Linked DNA regions of Sus scrofa: region 2 is linked to region 1. A link is a contact called in public HiChIP or PLAC-seq data. All regions are on one chromosome and are shown on one strand. The core of a region is the stretch at or near the end of the contact, and the rest is flanking DNA. Distances in the headings are between cores, read along the strand shown.

Region 1 (4,378 bases), core at 1,843-4,342:
TCCAAACTGTCTCTGCATTTCCATTCGGCACCAGCGGACACAGGCCGAAATCCGACAACTGTCTAAAGACCAAGGTTCCTGAAAAGATAGGAGGTGTCAGGGTAAAGAAGAGAGGTGAAGGATTCGTCTTGAAAAGGAAACTCATCTTTTTGCACAAGGAAAGGACAAAAGAGCAGGGGAAGAAGCACGTTGATAAAATTCCCATCTCATGGTAGCTGGTTACTCTAGCAAGTAGGCATTAAAAAGCTGTCACTTCTGTGTGTGTGTGTACATGTCTTCTTGAAAAGACAGAGCGTGATACTCTGTCTGGAAACTCTCTGAGAAGCCACCGTCTTGAAAATGTTGCCCGCCAAGGGTGTTTGGAACCTGTTGGCTCTTTTCCACCCCCCCGCGCCTCCACCCCCGTCCCATTGGAATACCCTGCTCTGAGTTCTGCATATGAGCAGGTGCGCAGAAGCGCTGCACCTCTCCAGCTAAGAGATGGCTTCCTTGCACCATGTTCCCTCCTCAAAGCAGCACCCCTTCCCTGTTCCCTCGTGTTAGGGTGCAAGGGGCTGACCGGGCTGTTCTTATCCACGTTGAGACAGCTGCATGCCACTCTTGTTAAGGTCTTCTTTACAAGAAAATTTTAATATGAATTGTAATACATCTTTTTCTCTTTTCCTTTTTTTTGGACAAATACGTCGCCTATAGAATAATTAGAAAATGCTGATCACTGAGACACCAACCACATTCATGTGTCTCTATTTCTGAAAAAAAAATTCATGAGAAGAACTGTTTTATAATACACTTCTTAATTTTAATTTTAATATTTATGTTCACTTTTTTTGGCCTCACCCATGGCATGTGGAACTTCCCAGGCCAGGGATCAAACCTGCACCACATGTAGGTTGCAGACGCGGCTTGGATCCTGCGTTGCTGTGGCTCTGGTGTGGGCCGGTGGCTATAGCTCCGATTTGACCCCTAGCCTGGGAACCTCCATATGCCGCGGGAGTGGCCCAAAAAAATGGTAAAAAAAAAAAAAAAAAAAAAAAGACAAAAAAACCCCCAAACCAAAACAAAACAAAAACCTGCACCACAGCAGTGACAACACCGGATCCTTAACAACGAGGCCGACAGGGAATTTCCTAACCTGCTTTTTTTATTTCAAGTAAAATATTGCGAAGGTCAATAAACATGCCTTTACAACAAAATGTTTTATAGCTGTAGTGTGTTCCATTGTTTAACCATTTTGTTGGGTATTTGCTTGCACAATTTCAGTATTATAGAGAACACTGTGATGGTTACGCTTATGTTGAATACACATATGCATATGCATTATCGATTCTACTTGCTGAGGACGAAGTTTTAGTAATGGAGTTTCCAGGTATGAGTTTGTACTTTTTGAGGCCCTTGGTACATATTCATGTTGAGGCCGCTTTAACATCATTCTCTTACTCCTCTGAAATCCCTCAGATTTTAGCATCTCTTTTCATCACCTTCTATATAGAGAAGAAATGGGAGGTGACTCAAGATGTGGGGAGCCAGCTTGGAAAAGAATGAACATGTCCAAAATCCAACCTTCTAAAACCTTCAAAATCCAACCTCTGCCTCTTTAAAAATTTGAATCATTTCTTTTCTCAAAGATATCACCCTAGAATGGTGTCAGACTCCAACACCACGAGCAGTGATGCCAGACAATCCATTTCAGTAATGGGATGCCCAGTGCTGTTTTCAGCATTTTGTATGAATTGAAGGTCATGTTTAGTGAGAGTGAGGTCTTCTCTCTTGAAGCTTTGGTGCCATCTTATTCACCTTGGAAATGCTGGAGTGCCTGTGGGGAACCTGAGAGCATCAGGGGGGCACTATTATTAAAATCTCCTAATTATTTAAAAAGCCATTTGGGATAATGGAATAGGTTTACTTTTCTTTCACTGAAGTCCCTGGGCAAGCTATAGAGAAGTAAGAAAGTCACAACTTCATTGCTTTTGGCCAAAAGCCATTGCAGTGCTTCCAGATGGAGAGATGAAGCAGGTACTGAGTGTTCTTCAGAAAGGCTAGAAGCTTATAGATGGACCAGAGTTAGAATACAAGTCTTAGTACTTGTATGTACTAACACACAGTCCTTTGGCCTTGGTTTTCTGAAGAGCATGTCAGATCCATATATACTACGATGTCCAATGAACTGTGATGTCTAAAATAACCTTAGATCTGGTTTTAGGAGGTGTGAGGGGCCAAAAAAGAGAAAAGACAGTATATGAATATCCATGTTGGGCAAGAGGTAACTTAACATCTTATGAAATAGGTCTTGATAATGTACTGCATAAATTGCATGGCTAAACTTTTTTTTTTTTTAAGTGACATTTATTTATTTATTTATTTATTTTTTTGTCTTTTTGCTATTTCTTTGGGCCGCTTCCTCAGCATATGGAGGTTCCCAGGCTAGGGGTCCAATTGGAGCTGTAGCTGCTGGCCTACGCCAGGCCACAGCAACGCGGGATCCCAGCCGCGTCTGCAACCTGCACCACAGCTCATGGCAACACCGGATCGTTAACCCACTGAGCAAGGGCAGGGACCAAACCCGCAACCTCATGGTTCCTAGTCGGATTCGTTAACCACTGCACCACGACAGGAACTCCTACATGGCTAAACTTTTTGAATTCTCCCAAATACAGGCAAAAGAAGTCTGGAGTAACAAGAAACAAGTGCCTATCATAATTCAGTGCAAGAAGTATCATTTCAGTTCAGCTCGTTACCTTGTACAAATCTGTCTAAACGAGAGTTCATGTTGTGGCTCAGCAGTAATGCACCTGACTAGTATCCATGAGGATGTGGGTTCCACCCCTGGCCCTGCTCAGTGGGTTAAGGCTCCAACATTGCCGTGAGCTGTGGTGTAGACCAGCGGCTGCAGCTCAGATTCAACCCCTAGCCTGGGAACCTCCATATGCTGAAGGTTCATCCCTAAAAGCCAAAACATAAAATAAAGTAAAATAGAGCAGGATTCAGGGGAGAGTATCCTGAAGGTCACTACAAGGTGAAGAAGCTGGCTGTGGAGAGTGTCTGCTGAATAACCCATGGAGACTGGAGGAATAGGCCTGGATTTCTTCCATGGAGCTGGCCTGGCAAATTCCCATGAAATTAGGTCACTAGGCAAACGTTCCAGGGCTGGCAGCATACTTATGATTCTCAATCTCCCTTCTAAGTTGTTAAAGAAATTTTTTTTTTTTTCCTTGGCACTTAGAAATTCTGCTAAGGCAGTATCTGAAATAATAGAATGGCTTCAGGAGACACCAGATGAATGCTAAATATGAGAAAAATGGAGAGTTTAGAGCGAGTCCTGAGAATTGAGAAAGAAGCTTCGCTACTGAGGCTAAAAGGGTGAAGTCAGAAGCTAATCAATCAACCAATTAGCAAGTATTTATTGAGAATGTACAAGATACCGGTACCATAGTAACCAGAGATGCTGAGAAGGGCAAGGCCTGCATTGGGTGCTGCCTCCAGTTCATCAGGAGATTCAGGAACAGTTCAAACAGGGCAGCCACTTAGAAAACATCCACCTGGCCCACTCAGCTGCACATTCAGAAGATGACTTAAGGACAGATGAAGTAATCTGTTGGTCAGTGGCCAGTGTATTAAGTCACAGGGCTCATAACCTTCTCACACCTCAAATCTCAAGTTCTCTTCTTAGACACACATTTTCTAGCACATTCACTTCAAAAAGTCTCTAAACAAATACCCATTCTAAGCACTTTCAGAAACCCAAGAATGTCTAAGTAAAATGTCCCCAGCCATTTCCTTCTTACTTACTGTCAAAAGTTTGTTTTTATATATATTTTTTGCCATACCTACGGCATGCAGAATTTCTGGGCCAGAGATCTAACTCATACCACAGTAGTGACCTGAGCCACAGCAGTGACAATGCTGGATCCTTAGCCCACTGAGCCACCAGGGAACTCCTAAAGGAGATTCTTTAGCTTGTCCTCACCAGTCATGGTACAATTTTCCAGGGAGGAACCGAAGCTTCCCAGAATAGCTGCAGTCCCAGCACGGTTTCTGAGAGCAGCCCCTGGCCCTTCCCTGCTCCCCCTGACCCCATGCTATGGTCATGAGTATCATCAGTTGGAAAGGTGACCTAGGGGCTTCCAACTATATGCATGAACATTGTCTCCCACAATCAAAACAGAAAAAGGGAATAAACATTCACTCCCTGGAGTTCCCGTCGTGGCTCAGTGGTTAACGAAGCCAACTAGCATCCATGAAGACACAGGTTTGATCCCTGGCCTTGCTCAGTGGGTTAAGGATCTGGAGTTGCCATGAGCTGTGGTGTAGGTCGAAGAGGTGGCTCAGATCTGGCATTGCTGTGGCTGTGGTGTAGGCTGCCTGCTACAGCTCTGATTCA
Region 2 (5,062 bases), core at 1,592-4,091, 230 kb after region 1:
GAATATGTTCAGCGAGAATCACATTTGAACTGGCCTCACCTACGGTATTTCAGGCTGCATTAATTTTTGTGAGTGGCACCCACCTTTGTGCATATAAATTGGGTAATTACACTAGGAAATTGGAATTTTTGCATTTCGAATCAGCACCTGTAAATAACAGAAGGCGATGGAAGGAAGGCCCAGTGAAACTCTGGCCCCTTAATATTTGAAAGCAGCACTTTGTAGACAGCTTGGAGACTAAAAGGTTTTGCAGCATCCTCACCGAAAAAGAGTGGGAATAAAAAGCAGAGGACCTCACCATTTGTCTGTACATTATTTTCTATTTAAAAATAATAAGATGCTGTAGAAAAGTTGAAACACGAAAATTACATCTTTGGTCATCTCAGCTCAACTTCCAGCAGAGTAACAATTGTCACAAAATTACCATACTGGGGTTGGACATAATTTGCTACAAGTTGACGGCCTGAAAGCTCACATCTATCCTGGTACTGTGAGTCCTGTGCTTTTGCCCTTCCAGAAAAAGCAGGGATGTTTAATGGACTTTGTTGAGGATTAACTTTGTCAATCAGCCATAACTGGTAAAGTTCTGTCAACTGATATATGGAAATATCTGTGTTGATCTGGAGTAAATCAAAGCCTCATTTCTGCCACGAGGAAACTGATGACGTGGTTGGTGAAGCTAACGTCCAAGGCATGTCTGCAGCGCACCCAGCCACTTACCTGGGTTATGCCGACTCATCTCAACAACCACTGTGAGTTAGAATTGGCTCTGCGTCAGAGATTTAGGAAACCAGGAGAGGTTAAAGAAAGTATTCAAACACCCTCAGGGGGCCAATGGCAGAACTAGGACTTAAGACCAGTCGGTCTAAGTGAGTGGTTCTTAATCAGAGATGGAGGAGCTGGCGGGAAGCCTCGGACCTGTGGTCCGAGGGGCAGGACAGCCCAGAACTGTGGCTCCTAGGGTGTCCTTCCTTGATGTTAATGAACAAAGTGAGATTGGAAGCTTTCAGGAGTTCCCACTGTGGCTCAGCAGTGGAAAAACCTGACTAGTATCCATGGGGATGTGGGTTCGGTCCCTGGCCTTGCTCAGTGGGCTAAAGATCAGGCCTTGCCACAAGCTGCAGCATGGGTCACAGATGTGGTTCAGATCTGGCGTCGCTGTGGCTGTGGCGTAGGCCTGCAGCTGCAGCTCCGATTCCACCCCTAGCCTGGGCATTTCCATACACTGCAGGTGTGGCCCTAAAAAGAAAAAAAGGGGGAGGGAACTGCCCCCCCAAAGGCAAAAACTAATAAAGAGTTTTAAGATGTATCTCTGTAAATTAAATTTAATGTATGCAAAATCTATGGTAAGTCCCGGCTGTTTTTATGATAATCAATAAGAGATCTTCTCCCCAGAGAGAAAACGGGTACTAGAAATACAAGCTGCACCAGAAGAGGAGTTCTTACTGAGGATCTACTTTCCTAGAAAAATGATCCTTTGTCACCTTAAAGAAGTGGTGTTGCCTCTGCACATCATGACAGGCTTTCTGAGCTGAGTCAAGCTGTGATCACTTTCTACCCCTCGTTCGCACAGAATCGTGGCTGGGGCAGGAGCTGGGACAGGTGAAAGGAAGCTGTTTGAAGAGAGAGGCCTCAACTCATTTAAAATAATAAAATGACTGCCTTCCTTCGGAATCGGGCAGGACTCTGGCCTAAAGAGGTTTGGGGATAATGATCTTGCCTGAATACGTGCAGAGTTGATGCTCCAAAATGGCCACGGCATCCAGTCCGTGTCACGGCTAAACTGCACCCAACCTTGACAACCCCCGTCACGGGCAGACGGGCCTTTCCATAAACCGTTAGCTCTGCCCCAGGCCCTGTGGCCTAAAAAGCATCGTTTGTTCTTTAAAGTACTGACACTCGGCCATCTTTTCTCTCTCCAATTCCACAGTCACAGGTCGGTCTGGGGACAGGCTGTCCATTGTTCTCTCCTTGTTTCACTGGTGGGCTCTATCCTATGGCAAGGTTTTTTTAATTGACTCTCAGATGATTGTAAGGGTAGCTCATGAATCAGAACCCGGGGCTCTCCATGTGACCGCCGGCTCTCACAGATCTGTATAAACTTCTAAATAGTTTTGGAGAAAGGCAAGCGCCTGTGTGTGTGTGTGTGTGTGTGTGTGTGTGTGTGTGTGTGTACTAATTCGAGCATCCCCCCAGAGACCTTGTCTTCCCCAGACCCGCAGCAGCCTCAGGCTGTGTTTCCCATTAAGGATTTATTTTCTTCTATGAAGGGATCTTTCTGCCCCCAAAGAGGCTCAGTTCCCACTTAGTGCCTGTTAGAAGGTCCCGGAGATTAGATTGAGCAGAGGGTCTCAGGATACAAGTTTCAATGCACATTATTCATAGAGAAAATAAGATCAGGGCTGAGAAAATCCAGTTTTGTGATGGGTGAGACAGGGGCCAGCTGTCATTCTTGCTGGATCCTGGGCGATTCATTAAACCTGTGTCTTCACCCCTCCCAAGGATAAAGGCACGTGTTCCTGCCCACTTCCGACCCGTTAGAGCCTTGCGTGGGCAATGAGATAATGCTTTGGGAGTTCGTCTGCATACCTGCCTTAAGGATGTGATAATTATTGGTGTTACCATGGTTCAGCACCTAGCAATGGCCCTCTGTGAGATGGGCATTCTCCCGGCTGACAGGTAAATAAGAACAGATCTGGCTTGTTCCAGACGCGCAGTCACAGCCTGTTGATAAATAGGGATCCAGAAGTCACATGCAGGCTGGCCTCAGGTAAACCGCGGCTCACACTCTATTTTTAGTTAATAGGGCTCTGCTGAAGTATGTCTCCAAGTCCCAGCCTTCTCACCCGTGGTTCATCGGGGTCACAGGCAATAGCTGTGCAGAATAAAGAGGCCGTCTGAGACCGTCTCAAGCATGAGAGCAAGAGCGAGCCCCATGTGGCAGGGCAGGGGGAGGTAGAGGGGCAATGGCCCTACCAATCCCAAAGTCACTGTCATCCAACGGTCCCCCCTCCTCTACCAGCCTTCTCACCAGGAGGCCTCACGGGCTGCTCAGAGCTCACCCCACTTTCCGATGAGCACCCTGCGCCTCCACCCCCGTGCACACTGGGTTCGAGACAGTTATGGCAACCTCACTTTCCACCGCCAAGTGTCTCCATTTGGTTGTTTCATCCTTCCTGCCAGAGCCCAGCCCCTGCCTGTTGACTCTGATACATCTTTCACAGAATCTCATTTTCATCCCTGTCACTGGAGTCCAAATGCCAACATACTGATTATTCTCGCTGTGACAAATACAGTCTCTCTTCAGCAGTCTCTTCAGATCTCGGTCTCCTGGGAAAACAGCTCCCTCCCCTCCGAGCCTTTTCCTAATATTGCCCACTCAGCTCAGCCCCAGCCCCTCTGAACCCTTTGCAAGTTCACCCCACCTACCCTTCCTATCTGTTCTGCGATGGCATCTTTTCCCAGCGTCTGCTTCACCTGTCTCCGCCTGTCTGTGTGACTCCAGGCTGCCCCTTGGTCAGCAGGACAGAGCCTTCTGCCTCCGTGGGCTGCTGCCAAGCTTAATTTTAGCACTCTGCAAATGACAGTAAGTCCTGCAAAGCAGATCAAAGCATTGGCCCCTGCATGCTGGCCAGCATGGCGAATGATTCTCTGGGACAGAGCAAACAACCTCGAAAATTTCTTATGAGTCAGCTGTGAGGCGCTCAGGCAAGCAAGATCACAGGACAAGTTCACACGTTCACATGGAATGACCAGGAGGCTCATTTGCCACAGAGGTCAAGCTCGTAGGCTGGCAGCCCCATCAGCCCGGCAGAAGGACAGGCTTCCGCAGAGATGTCTCTTCGGAGAATGTCACACTTAGGCCATCTCCAGACAGCCTCGCTTGGGCGAAGGTGGCCTTTGTCACGGGAATAAATCTGAGGTCCTTTTGATGAAGAAGCCCAGAATGCCATCTTCCACCACAGGAATGTCTTTCTCAAGCTTTTGGATAGAAAATAGTCAGCGGAAGGCTATCGGTTTTGGATGAATGATCCAAACTATCAATAAAAAATTATCAAATAGATGATCAGCCTTATACCTCTTTCTGTGTTATACAGGTCTGCTCAACTCTTCAGCAAGGACATGATTCCTGATCTATAGAATCTAGTTATTGGCCTATGTCTCTATTACAAAAGCGTTGAGAAGACCTCACCTCGCCTCTTCCCGAGAGTATTTGGGAGAGTAATGTGTGCATGCAGTTCCCTCTGAATATCTCTGGTATCCCAGGAATTTAAACGTTAGGGATGTTGACAGGGGCTGACATTTCCCATACGATGGTCTGGAAGGAGCTTGGTCCTGTGAAACAGACAGGCTGATCTTGAAATAAAGTTCACGGAGTCTGCTGAAGGGAAAAATCTCAGAAGCCAAGTATTATCAGGTCACGGGAATAACTGCAAGGCCCACCATGAGCAGTCAAAAAATCGGAGGGCTTGCTCTAAAGGTAAAACACATTTCCCTTCACAAAATGAGTAAAATTCACAGAATAAAATCAGAGAAGTCGGTTTTCTTTTCTTTCACATTCTCTCCCTTCATCGTGTAAAAATGTAGCTCTTCTCCCTCTCGTCCTTCCTGCTACGCATTTTATTAATTATCTTCCTATAGATTAATTATTAAAAACATTCTAATCACGAAGTTAATTAAAATTTAATTCTCACATCATATGAATGATGAGATAACACAAGCTTAGAAGGTTCAAGAAGACACAGAACACTGAGTTCCAGTATGTTGCACAATGCCCAGCACCTAGTAAGTACTCGCTAAACACTTCAGTAAATGGACAAACAAAGGCACTGAAGAAAGTGGACATGGGCATGGGTTGAGAATTAAAGAAGATAACTGTTCCTGCACAGAGAAGGTATTCCATATTTCCTCTTTTTCTTCCCTCCACAAAACAGCTAGAGAAATCGCTCTCTATTCCAGCCTCTCACTCAGTTTTTACAAATAGCAGGTGAGGAATTTCACTTCCTTACTGCGTTGGTCCACCAACAATGTCCAAGTCAGCAGGCAAGGCCCAAGATGCCCA

The links. HiChIP or PLAC-seq counts read pairs in DNA pulled down with a chosen protein or histone mark.
Region 2: an H3K27ac HiChIP or PLAC-seq map of skeletal muscle shows a contact between it and region 1. The contact joins two enhancer-like sites. A contact is called at or near these places in 2 of 2 datasets of contacts at active chromatin or transcription factors (alveolar macrophages and skeletal muscle).

What each region holds. Positions count from the first base shown.
Region 1 is chr10:56,537,554-56,541,931 of Sscrofa11.1, forward strand. No RefSeq gene overlaps it. Among named protein-coding and RNA genes, the nearest start is that of NRP1, 110 kb to the left of the region's middle. Within about 2 kb of position 3,093, at least 7 of the 83 cell types and tissues checked have an H3K27ac peak or open chromatin away from gene starts, as enhancers often do. A contact at or near this core is called in skeletal muscle, where this site is marked.
Region 2 is chr10:56,767,355-56,772,416 of Sscrofa11.1, forward strand. It overlaps LOC110255705 (a long non-coding RNA gene), which reads left to right. Exons shown (of 2, transcript XR_002336405.1): 2 at 1,396-4,063. Among named protein-coding and RNA genes, the nearest start is that of NRP1, 340 kb to the left of the region's middle. Within about 2 kb of position 2,842, at least 8 of the 83 cell types and tissues checked have an H3K27ac peak or open chromatin away from gene starts, as enhancers often do. A contact at or near this core is called in skeletal muscle, where this site is marked.